2 separate regions of the Mus musculus genome follow, and region 2 is linked to region 1. A link is a contact called in public Hi-C data. All regions are on one chromosome and are shown on one strand. The core of a region is the stretch at or near the end of the contact, and the rest is flanking DNA. Distances in the headings are between cores, read along the strand shown.

Region 1 (5,779 bases), core at 366-2,865:
GAGACTCACAACCATCTGCAATGGAATCAGATGCAGTCTTCATATGTATCTGAAGACAGCTGCAGTGTACTCATATAAATAAAAATAAAAATAAATATTTTTTAAAAAGAAAAAGGAAATCAAGCTGTATGTCCTGTCACGGACCTGTAATTCCAGCACTTGCTGGGAGGAGGGGAGGCACAAAACAGATGGGTCACTGTGAGTTCCTGGCTAGCCATCATGCCTCAAAAAGATTTGTTTTTACATCAGAAAGGATATATATATATATATATATATATATATATATATATATATATATATATGTGGTGTGTGTGTGTGTGTGTGATTGTACATGTTGAATATAGTGAACACATTTTTAACTTTTTACTTTTGTTGTTGTTGTCCTTCTAGAGAAAACTCCTTAGCATCTCTGGTTTGCTTCAGTCCTAAGAATGTTCTCATTTAAATCCAGCAAATGCCATGTCAAGTCGAACATAGCCCTTTCAGAGCGTCATTCATTTAAAAGTGTCTCTCGTCCCTCCTTGCTTCAGTCTTGGAAACCTGAAGTGGGGAAGGGATGCAAACAGCTCTTTCCCTCTTTCTCTTCTACCCACCAGCTGCTCTTTCCCTACTCAAGTCCCTTGGGCAAGAGGAAGGATTGGGAGAAATGGTGGAGTCATGTGACTACTGATACGGTCAGTTGGTGTGGTAGGGTACCTTATAGGATCTTCTGTCAGATTGCTTTTCCTTGAAAGTTGTTCTCTTCGGTCAGGTCCCTTTTAACATGGCCTGAGAGTCAGCCCCTTCCTTCATGAACATAAAGCTGCTTGTGCCTGAATACTCTCTTTCCTTTGTTCTAGTCCTGAGCCTTTGAACTTCTCTCAATCAGTCACTATTCCCATATGCCCCCAAACTCCAGGAGACAGACAGAGGTCAAGGTCTCAAATGATCACGTTAGGTCTCCCTATTTGGTTTAAAATGAAAAGTATTTCCCGTGACAGGTAGGTGGTTATAGATAGAATCCAGAGCTACTCTGTATAAAGAAGACTTGTCTTTGACTTTAAGAGGGGTAGGATTATTATTATTATTATTATTATTAGAAATTACAAATATGTATGCATGTATGTGCGTGTGGAGTCACAGAGTGAGTCACCTGACCTGGGCATTGGGAATGGTATTCCAGCTCCAGCACTGACTTCCTAACCCTTCCTACCGAGGTTTCTGGCTTCTCTCCCCTGTACTGAGGGAGGTGGTGGGCTTGTTCTGCTGAGCCCTCTCAGCCCACTCTGCATCCAGCTAGTGCTTCCCAGTGCGTCCACCTGCGACCTAGTGTGGTACACTTGGTTTTGCTGAGCTTAGAAAACAGAAGATGGGAATTTTCATTAGAAAATGAAAATCACCTCGAATCCCATCATTTCTGTTTTGTTTTGTTTTGTTTTGTTTTGTCTTATTTTGCTTTTCTGTGGTTCCTTTCTTCTTTAGGAAGTGTGGTGAACAAAGAGTGAGCAAACTTAAATAGTTGGTGCGGTGCACCCTTTAAACTGCCTTTTATGGTTACCCAGATAGGTAGGAGATCCTAACTACTAAGTAGACAGATAATAGGCCGTTCTGAGTCACAGAACACTATTTTTGACATTTCCCCCCCCACCAAGAGTGGAGTTTATACTCCCTTTTCCTGGAACTAGGGCCTGGTATGACTACTATGACCAATGGAATATAGCTTGTGACTTCTGGGGCAGGGTCACCAAAGGTCATGAGGCTTTTACTCCCTGGGGTCCACTGCACCGGAGACATGGAACTAACTACCACAGAACAGGCATGACTACTCTGAAGCCATCCCAGAAGATTCAGTTCTTCAGCTCTGCAGACCAGGGAGCAATTCAAGCAAATGGAGAGGCATCATCCAACCCAGGCTTTTCTGCCTCCACCAGAGCTGAAGTCACATGAAGCCTAGTTAGCAAGGACAGAGAAGAGCCACTCCCTGTGGTACCTGCTTAGAATTCCTGACCTGTGGCACCTGCAAGTACAATAACTTAATGGATGTTTTAGGTCAAGGTGATTTGTGGTGGATTGTTACATGGAGACAGAAAATAAAAATAGCCATAACTATACGTACCAGGAAGTTCCTTTAACTGCAACTGAGAGGGGGCAGGTTGATGGGATCAACTTTAGGGGTAGGAAGACAAGATGTCTGGCTTTTGCAGAAATTCACATGTGGAAAGAGGGTCGAGCTCAGGCAGTGGTAGTAGGGAAGAAAGAGAGAGGGCCTGCTGAGAGATATTGAGGCTCACACTTCTGACCCACATCCAAAATATGAAACAAGCTTGGTGTGGTGGTGGCTTGTCTGTAATTCTAACACTCTCGGGAGGTGAAGGTAGGAGGATCAGGTTCAAAGCTAACCTATGTGAGTGCCTGACAACAAAACAAAACGAAACAAAACATGCTAGCAGTGGTGATATGTAGTTATAATTTTACAGCTCAACGGAAGGATTGTGAGTTCAAGGCCAACCTGAACTGTATTGTTAAATTCCCATCTCAAGGGGTGGGATATGAAACATAAGAGATGGGAGGCTAGGCTCTAAGACAGGAATGCCTTCCAAGTGTCTCAGCTTTTTTTCTTCACCTGTGGAGTTGGCCTTCTTACCCCAGGCTATGATTACAAGGCTTAGTGTCACGAACAGGATGCTCTGAGTGTTAGGCTGTGGATCACACTAATCGATCTGTTTTATTTTATCTCACATCCTTACTTAAAAGCCTCTTATTCTTAGAAAGAAGATAGATGCAAAGTAAGGTACAGAGCAGAACCTTGTTATTATTTTTAAACTGAGCCATTCATCCTGTCAGTGAACAAGGGGCTCCTGGGTGTGCCTACATCCATCAGCCTTGGTGAGATTGGCCTCCCACCAAGCAGGTGGGGTGGGAAAGGCAGCACCCAGGAACCACAAGAACAGAAAACAATTGCTCACAAATGGTTTACCAGCAGGTCTCAAGATGTACCATGCCAAGGCTATCTGACAGTGCGTGTGTGAAATGGAGTTTACATTTTTATAAGAGATTTGCACATGCACAAATACAGGAAGATAAAAGACCAGAGGCTTATATGCCCCAAAGGGCAATGATTTTTGCCTTCTGTTTTTGCTGTTTTATTGATTCCTTTAAGCTTGTTTATGTTTTCCAAGTTTTCTGAATACACATTATCAGAAAAGAACAAACAAAACAGTCTTGTTGGAAATCCTACAGAGATTAGAACTGCTATGCTGTGGGGAGGTTGCAAGTCTAAAGGCTAGTTATCTTATCTAAGGCTAGTTCTAGCCCTCTGAACCAGCCATTCCTTGCCCACCTTTGTTTCAGAATTATCATCCTGTGACTAATAGATAAAAATCCTTTGGAATCTATAATTCAACAGACCACTAGCTTCCACTAACCCCAAAAGCTCAGATAGCATTTTGGGCCTAGGGAAAGATGCTCCTGTCTCTCCTGTACCTGCCTCTCTGATGGACTCACTAATGTGCTTGCTTATTTGTTTGTTTTTCAAGACAGGGTTTCTTTGTATAGCCTTGGCTGTCCTGGAACTCACTCTGTAAACCAGGCTGGCCTTGAACTCAGAGATCCACCTGCCTCTGTCTCTGGACCTCAGGGATTAAAGGTGTGTGCCACTTCCACCTAGTTGACCTTGATTTATGACTTCCTTTATCTCTGTAAAGCTAGAAAAACTTTATAAAACTGCTTATGAAACTTGGAACAAGGAATCCGGCGTAACATAAATCTGTGTTCCTGGGCCATAGTCACCCACAGGGGGCTCTAGAATAAACAATTCCTATTCACACCTTTAAGATGAGAGCTGTGGTTTTGGTGTCCGTAATTCCATCCATCCTGCCCCCACACAACAGTGTTTTCTGGAGCTTCCAACTCAGAGGACTTTGTGAGTCTTTGTTTTAGCCAGGTAGTCACAGACCCAATAAGGCTGCCCTTTCCACACAGCTGGGGCCCCTTCTGATCTTTCAGAATTTCTTTACTAAACATTTCTCTACTGTTCATCTCCTTTCCCAAGTGCCCAGCACAGGCCCGACCCCCATTCTCTGGTCCTCTCTTCAGAGCCAGGGCTGTAGTCTAACTAATCACTAATTCCCTTGTCTCCAAATCACTTTCTGTCCAGTACTGCCCATCCTCTTCCCCTTTCTCACTCTTTACTAACATCCCCTGCAGACATCAGTTTGATGTTAGAATCAGAGCCCATACAGAGCAAGCTCATTCACGATATTTGAGTAGTTAATAGCTTCATGCGAGCTGGGTTTTTAAAAAGAGATTGCCCAGTTCACATTACCTCGTCTCTAATTAGTGAGGTCAAAGCTCCAGTCAGATGCAGATTTTCACGCTCGCGTTGAATTTGTGTGCAAAGAGGTCACAACCTCTTTTAGCAAAGCAGGGAAGGTCGCCTGTAGCCAGACGCCATCACTATTAATATCAGATGGAGCAGCAACTAATTCAGTCATGTTGATGGATGCCAAGACGGTGCCCAGACTCCTGCAGTGTGAGCGACTGAGTCCGAGAAACCAATTCCCTCCCAGCTTGAAGTGCTCCAGGTCACCCTGGTTACAGAGAAATGATTGTGTCTCCTATACCAGCTTATCCAGAATAATGTGTACAGCTAAGCAAAAAGCAAACCAAACCCACCATCACTACCAATAGGTGTATGTGAAATTCATGATGTTTCTAAAAATCTACTCCAATTTCTCAGGGTGGGGTTGGGGATGATATAAGTGACTAGGGAAACTACAAAGCCAAGAAATTACAAGAGGTATTGGAACTAAATGCGCAACAGAGGCAGAAATGTGCATCGGCATCTGAGCTCTAGCCACTGAGCCAACTCAAAGCAAAGCTGCTCCTAGGCTATGGAATGAATTCCTTCCCTGAGGGCTAGTCATAAAAATCTGAAGGCTTCTCTGTCCACTCAGATCCCTACCCACCATCTCACACCAGAAGGTAAAGGTGAGGTCTATGTTAACACCCTGGGATACAAAGACATATCGAAACTTCTCTAGGTTTTGTTCATTAAACAAACCTGTGTTAGGACCCCACTATATGCTCTTTCCCTACTGTGAGTGAAGTTATGATCTAGTTGGCAGGTGGCAAAGGGGACTGGGGCAAATGACAAAACCTTCATTAGTGACGTCCTGAGAGAGGACAAAGATGGACGGAAGAATGCTTCGGTCTTCGTGGACTGAGGGATGACAGGCAGTGGGGAGGAGGGAAGCTGGCAGGGAGGGGGGAACAGTGGAACCTGCAGTGGAGTCTTCAGTGGTAATTAGTGTCAGGGTGCGGAAGTGAGGTCAAGAGCAGAGAGGAAGAGGAACAGTCAGCATGTGTGCCCACTGAAGGAAGAGCCAACTCCACTTTTTATATCTTTTCTTCATCCACTGTTCTACTCTAAAAACAGAAGTAAGTGGATGCCACATTGTGTAGCCCTTGAAAGTGGAAATGGTACAATCTGACCTGTGGCCACCACACAGGTATTTCCTGGACTCTTCATTTGTCTCTTAGTCCTCATCCTACAAGCTAGATCAGAGAAAGAAAAGGGGGGGGGAGTTAAAGCCTCCCCCTCCCTCCTTTTTAAGTAGTTGGTTTATGTTTTTATAATCTACTTCCAATGACATTTAGAGGAAACAGTTAATGTATCTGTTGAGCTGATTGGGTTAAAATGGCCATGGAAAGGCTGGGAAGGACAGGCAACATTTCCACTATTTCCGCAAGCTCCCCTCTTCAATTAGCCTGATAATTGGGAGATAAAGTCAACCATGCT
Region 2 (5,729 bases), core at 3,207-5,706, 72 kb before region 1:
TAATGGCATGACTCGGTTGGACCTTTGGTACTGGCTAACCAACCATGGTGTTTCCAGGAATGAAATACATAGGAAGCCTACTGCATATTTGTTTGATCTGTATAAGCAGAAAAATTCTCAAACAAATGAAAGAAAGGCTACATTAGATCGTGGTAAACAGCCCGATGAAAGAAAGGCTACATTAGATCATGGTAAACAGCAATCTCGGCCAGTGAATCAATTTCCAGACTTGAGACAGTTTGCAGATCCAGAACCCCTTGAATGAAGGGGTGGCCAGGTTCCGCTGAGGAAGGATCTTGATAAGACACCCAAAGGTTTTGCTGTTACCCTTTCTCCAGTTCTTCCCCAGAGGGACCTACGGCCTTTTACAAGGGTAACTGTACATTGGGGAAAAGGAAATAATCAGACTTTTCGGGGTCTGCTGGATACTGGTTCTGAGTTGACACTGATCCCAGGGGATCCCAAGAAACATTGTGGCCCTCCAGTTAAAGTAGGGGCTTATGGAGGGCAGGTGATTAATGGAGTTTTGACTGATGTCCGACTCACAGTAGGTCCAGTAGGTTCCCGGAAACATCCTGTGGTGATTTCCCCAGTTCCAGAATCTATAATTGGGATAGATATACTCAGAAATTGGCAGAATTCTCATATTGGTTCCCTGAACTGTAAAGTGAGGGCTATTATGGTTGGAAAGGCCAAATGGAAGCCTTTAGAGTTGCCTCTGCCAAAGAAAATAGTGAATCAAAAACAGTATCGTATTCCTGGAGGAATTGCAGAAATTACTGCCACTATCAAGGACTTGAAAGATGCAGGGGTGGTGGTTCCCACCACATCTCCGTTTAACTCTCCTATCTGGCCAGTGCAGAAAACAGATGGATCATGGAGAATGACAGTTGATTATCGAAAACTAAATCAGGTAGTAACTCCAATTGCAGCTGCTGTACCAGATGTAGTTTCGTTACTTGAGCAAATTAACACATCTCCTGGCACCTGGTATGCGGCTATTGATCTGGCAAATGCCTTCTTCTCAGTACCTGTCCATAAGGACCACCAGAAGCAATTTGCTTTCAGTTGGCAAGGCCAACAGTATATCTTCACAGTTTTGCCTCAAGGATATATTAACTCTCCTGCCCTGTGTCATAATTTAGTTAGAAGGGATCTTGATCGTTTGGATCTTCCACAAAATATCACATTGGTGCACTATATTGATGACATTATGCTGATTGGACCAAGTAAGCAGGAAGTAGCAATCACTTTGGACTCATTGGTAACACATATGCGTATCAGAGGATGGGAAATAAATCCAACCAAAATTCAAGGACCATCTACCTCAGTGAAATTCTTAAGAGTCCAGTGGTGTGGGGCATGCAGAGATATTCCTTCTAAGGTGAAAGATAAGTTATTGCACCTGGCCCCTCCCACAACCAAGAAAGAAGCACAACGTTTAGTGGGTCTATTTGGATTCTGGAGACAACACATCCCTCACTTGGGTGTTTTACTTAGGCCTATTTACCAAGTGACTCGGAAAGCTGCTAGCTTTGTGTGGGGCCTGGAACAGGAGAAGGCCCTTCAACAGGTCCAGGCTGCTGTGCAGGCTGCTCTACCACTTGGACCATATGACCCAGCAGACCCGATGGTACTTGAGGTGTCTGTGGCTGATAGAGATGCTGTTTGGAGCCTCTGGCAGGCCCCTGTAGGTGAATCACAGAAAAGACCTTTGGGATTTTGGAGCAAAGCTCTACCATCATCTGCAGACAACTATTCTCCCTTTGAAAAACAGCTTTTGGCCTGCTATTGGGCCTTAGTGGAAACTGAACGTTTGAAATAGGGCATCAAGTTACTATGCGACCTGAATTACCCATCATGAGCTGGGTACTATCAGACCCTGCAAGTCATAAAGTGGGACGCGCACAGCAGCAGTCTATTATCAAATGGAAGTGATATATACGTGATCGGGCCAGAGCAGGTCCTGAAGGCACAAGCAAGTTACATGAAGAAGTTGCTCAAATGCCTATGGTTTCTACTCCTGTTACAATGCCATCTGCTGCCAAACATGTGCCTATAGCCTCATGGGGTGTTCCCTATGATCGACTGACCGAAGAGGAGAAGACTAAAGCCTGGTTTACTGATGGCTCTGCACGTTATGCAGGCACCACCCAGAAGTGGACAGCTGCAGCATTACAACCCCTTTCTGGGACAACCTTGAAAGACACAGGTGAAGGGAAATCTTCACAGTGGGCAGAACTTCGGGCAGTACACATGGTATTACAGTTTGTTTGCAAGAAGAAATGGCCAGATGTACGATTATTCACTGACTCATGGGCTGTAGCCAATGGATTGGCTGGATGGTCAGGGACTTGGAAAGATCACAATTGGAAAATTGGTGAGAAAGACATCTGGGGAAGAAGTATGTGGATAGATCTCTCCAAATGGGCAAAGGATGTGAAGATATTTGTGTCCCATGTAAATGCTCACCAAAAGGTGACTTCAGCCGAGGAGGAGTTCAATAATCAAGTGGATAAGATGACCCGTTCTGTGGACAGTCAGCCTCTCTCCCCAGCCATCCCTGTCATTGCTCAATGGGCACATGAACAAAGTGGTCATGGTGGTCGAGATGGAGGTTATGCTTGGGCTCAGCAACACGGGCTTCCACTCACCAAGGCTGACCTGGCTACAGCTGCTGCTGATTGCCAGATCTGCCAACAGCAGAAACCAACACTGAGTCCCAGATATGGCACCATTCCTCGAGGTGACCAGCCAGCAACCTGGTGGCAGGTTGACTACATTGGACCACTTCCTTCGTGGAAAGGACAGCATTTTGTTCTTACTGGAGTAGATACTTATTCTGGTTATGGATTTGCCTTTCCTGCACGTAATGCCTCTGCTAAAACCACCATTCATGGACTGACAGAATGCCTTATCGTCATGGTATTCCACACAGTATTGCTTCTGACCAAGGAACTCATTTCACAGCCAGAGAAGTACGACAGTGGGCCCACGATCATGGAATACACTGGTCTTACCACGTTCCCCACCATCCTGAAGCAGCTGGTCTGATAGAAAGATGGAATGGCCTTTTGAAGACGCAGTTACAGCGCCAATTAGGTGGTAACAGCTTGGAAGGCTGGGGTAGAGTTCTTCAGAAGGCAGTATATGCTTTGAATCAGCGCTCGATATATGGTACAGTTTCACCCACAGCCAGGATTCATGGGTCCAGGAATCAAGGGGTGGAAAAGGGAATAGTTCCACTTACTATCACTCCTAGTAACCCTCTAGGAAAATTTTTGCTTCCTGTCCCCATAACTCTAGGTTCTGCTGGCTTAGAAGTTTTGGCTCCAGAGAGGGGAGTGCTCCTACCAGGAGCTACAACAAACATTCCATTGAACTGGAAGCTCAGACTTCCCCCTGGTCATTTTGGGCTTCTAATGCCCTTAAACCAACAGGCTAAAAAAGGAATAACAGTGTTAGGAGGGGTGATAGATCCAGATTACCATGGGGAAATTGGATTACCTCTTCACAATGGTGGTAAGCAAGATTATGTCTGGAGTATAGGAGATCCCTTAGGGCGGCTCTTAGTACTACCATGTCCTGTGATTAAAGTCAATGGGAAACTACAACAGCCTAATCCAAGCAGGATGACAAAGGACACAGACCCATCAGGAATGAAGGTATGGGTCAATCCTCCAGGAAAAGAGCCAAGACCTGCTGAGGTGCTGGCTGAAGGTGAAGGAAATACAGAATGGGTAGTAGAGGAAGGTAGTTATAAACACCAATTAAGGCCACGTAACCAGTTGCAGAAACGAGGATTATAAAGTAATATGAATGCCCATTGTAAATTTACTAATGCGTTTGCGATTGTACGAGGGATAGTTATATCATGTTAGGCGTATTTACAACCTTGTTATTGTTTCATGTGAACATGAGATATTATTTGTGTCAAGTTGACAAGGGGTGGATTGTAGTGGCTATTCCTGGTTGTCAACTTGACAATATTTGGAATGAACTACAATCCGGAATTGGAAGGCTCACCAGTGACCCTTATCTGGAGGCTTGGAGATCCTTATCTGGATCTTGGTTTGAAGATCTTGAGCCATAGTGGCTATGGATTCCAGAAGATTGAATCTCCGAGTTTAAGGAACACACCTTTAATCTGGGCTACGCCTTTCATCTGGAAACACACATAGGAAAGACGCTCCTACACAGAAGATGAATAGATCTAAAAGGAAACCCTCAGACGAGATGGCAGATTTAGACTGTGAAGCGTGTGGTGCACTTTGAGAAGCTGGCCAGCCTCCCCCGCTGAGCCCATTACTTTCCAGACGCTGCCCTTCAAATGTCAAAAGGTCTTTGGCCTTACATTTAAGTGAGTGGCCGTGTCGACCCATGAAGATTTTCTAAGTAGTCTGAGCCTTTTGCATGAGCTGACACACTGTGCTCAGAATTCATGAAATGGGGCAGGAGCTGGTTTTATTGGAAGAAGAGGACATCAAACTGTTTACCTTAGGAGGAAAGCTCTTCGCCTGTGTATGGGAAACTGAGGCAGGAGGATGGGGATTTTGAAACCAGCCTCGACAATGTATAGAGATCCTGTCTCAAGATACACGAGCAGCCTAGCAGTGGAGGCACAAGACTTTTTTTTTTTCCTTTTATTGGATGTTTTTCTTATTTACATTTCGGATGTTTTCCGCTTTCCAGGTCTCCCCTCTGGAAACCCCCTACCCATCCCTCCTCCCCCTGCCTCTATGAGGGTGCTCCCCCACCCACCCACTCCCACCTTCGAGGCATATGACTTTAATCCCAGCACTTGAGAGATAGAGGCAGGCAGATCTCTGAGTTAGAGAAACCCTGTCTCAAAAGACCTAAAAGATAAAACAATTTAAAAAAAAAAAAGCAAAGTAAAGCTCTTTCAAGAAAATCATTGAACTCAAAACTAAAATACTGAAAATCTTCTTATCTGTTTCCATAATCTTTTCAAGTTTTAAGTTAGTGGTTTAAAGAACAAAGATATAAGAAAATAAATATATACTGTCATAAAATATAACATATTTATAGAAAAACAGTCCTCTGAATTTGTTGCTTCTCCAGGTTGCTGGTGATTCCAGATCCTGCTGGATGTAGTGGCACATGTTTATAATCCTATAACTTTGGAGGCTGAGGCAGGAGGATTTTAAGTTCTTGGTCATCCTGGGCTACATAATGAAGTCATGTTTCAAAAAGAAAGTAAAGCAAAAATAGTAAAGTATTTTAGATATGCATTATCTTGATGGGAACAGGCAAGTGCAAGTGTAATACACATACTGACCAGAAGATGGCAGCATAGAGCTATATTTGTGTTCTGTCACTGGGACGTGCCAATTGGATTGTCTCCCTAAAACTCTGACCTTTACGCTGCACAGTGAACAGACTAATTATTTATGTAATTCTATCATTATTTTAAACAGCATCTCCATCCTAATTTTGTTACTTTTTATGCATAAAAACCTAAGACCTGTGTATAAAGAACATAGGTTGTGGTTAGCTAAAAAACAATGTTCTCAGAAATCCACTTGTTAGCCTGAGTGATACAGTAACAAGGAGAGATTGGTCAATCAGTGTGGACTGAGATAAACTCACCTCTGAATCTACATTATTAGCCCCTTTTGCTTGTTTTTGCTTTAGACATTCTTTTTGTTGTTGTTAATGTTGTATTGTTTGTTTGTTTGTTTGTTTGTTTGTTTGTTTTTGAGACAGGA

Evidence for each region. A called contact is a pair of places that touch in the nucleus more often than the background predicts.
Region 2: a contact with region 1 is called in a Hi-C map of 8-cell embryo, with 1.8 times the contacts expected there. The contact joins two enhancer-like sites. A contact is called at or near these places in 1 of 15 datasets of contacts at CTCF or cohesin (pro-B cells), 22 of 484 Hi-C or Micro-C datasets (8-cell embryo, the AML12 cell line, the Ba/F3 cell line and 14 more), 4 of 115 datasets of contacts at active chromatin or transcription factors (the 230-238 cell line, T-cell acute lymphoblastic leukemia, bone marrow-derived macrophages and 1 more) and 1 of 9 other capture datasets (embryonic stem cells).

What each region holds. Positions count from the first base shown.
Region 1 is chr1:155,462,302-155,468,080 of GRCm38.p6, reverse strand. No RefSeq gene overlaps it. Among named protein-coding and RNA genes, the nearest start is that of Gm31772, 16 kb to the right of the region's middle. Within about 2 kb of position 1,615, at least 9 of the 459 cell types and tissues checked have an H3K27ac peak or open chromatin away from gene starts, as enhancers often do. A contact at or near this core is called in 8-cell embryo, where this site is marked.
Region 2 is chr1:155,537,033-155,542,761 of GRCm38.p6, reverse strand. No RefSeq gene overlaps it. Among named protein-coding and RNA genes, the nearest start is that of Gm5532, 13 kb to the right of the region's middle. Within about 2 kb of position 4,456, at least 2 of the 459 cell types and tissues checked have an H3K27ac peak or open chromatin away from gene starts, as enhancers often do. A contact at or near this core is called in 8-cell embryo, where this site is marked.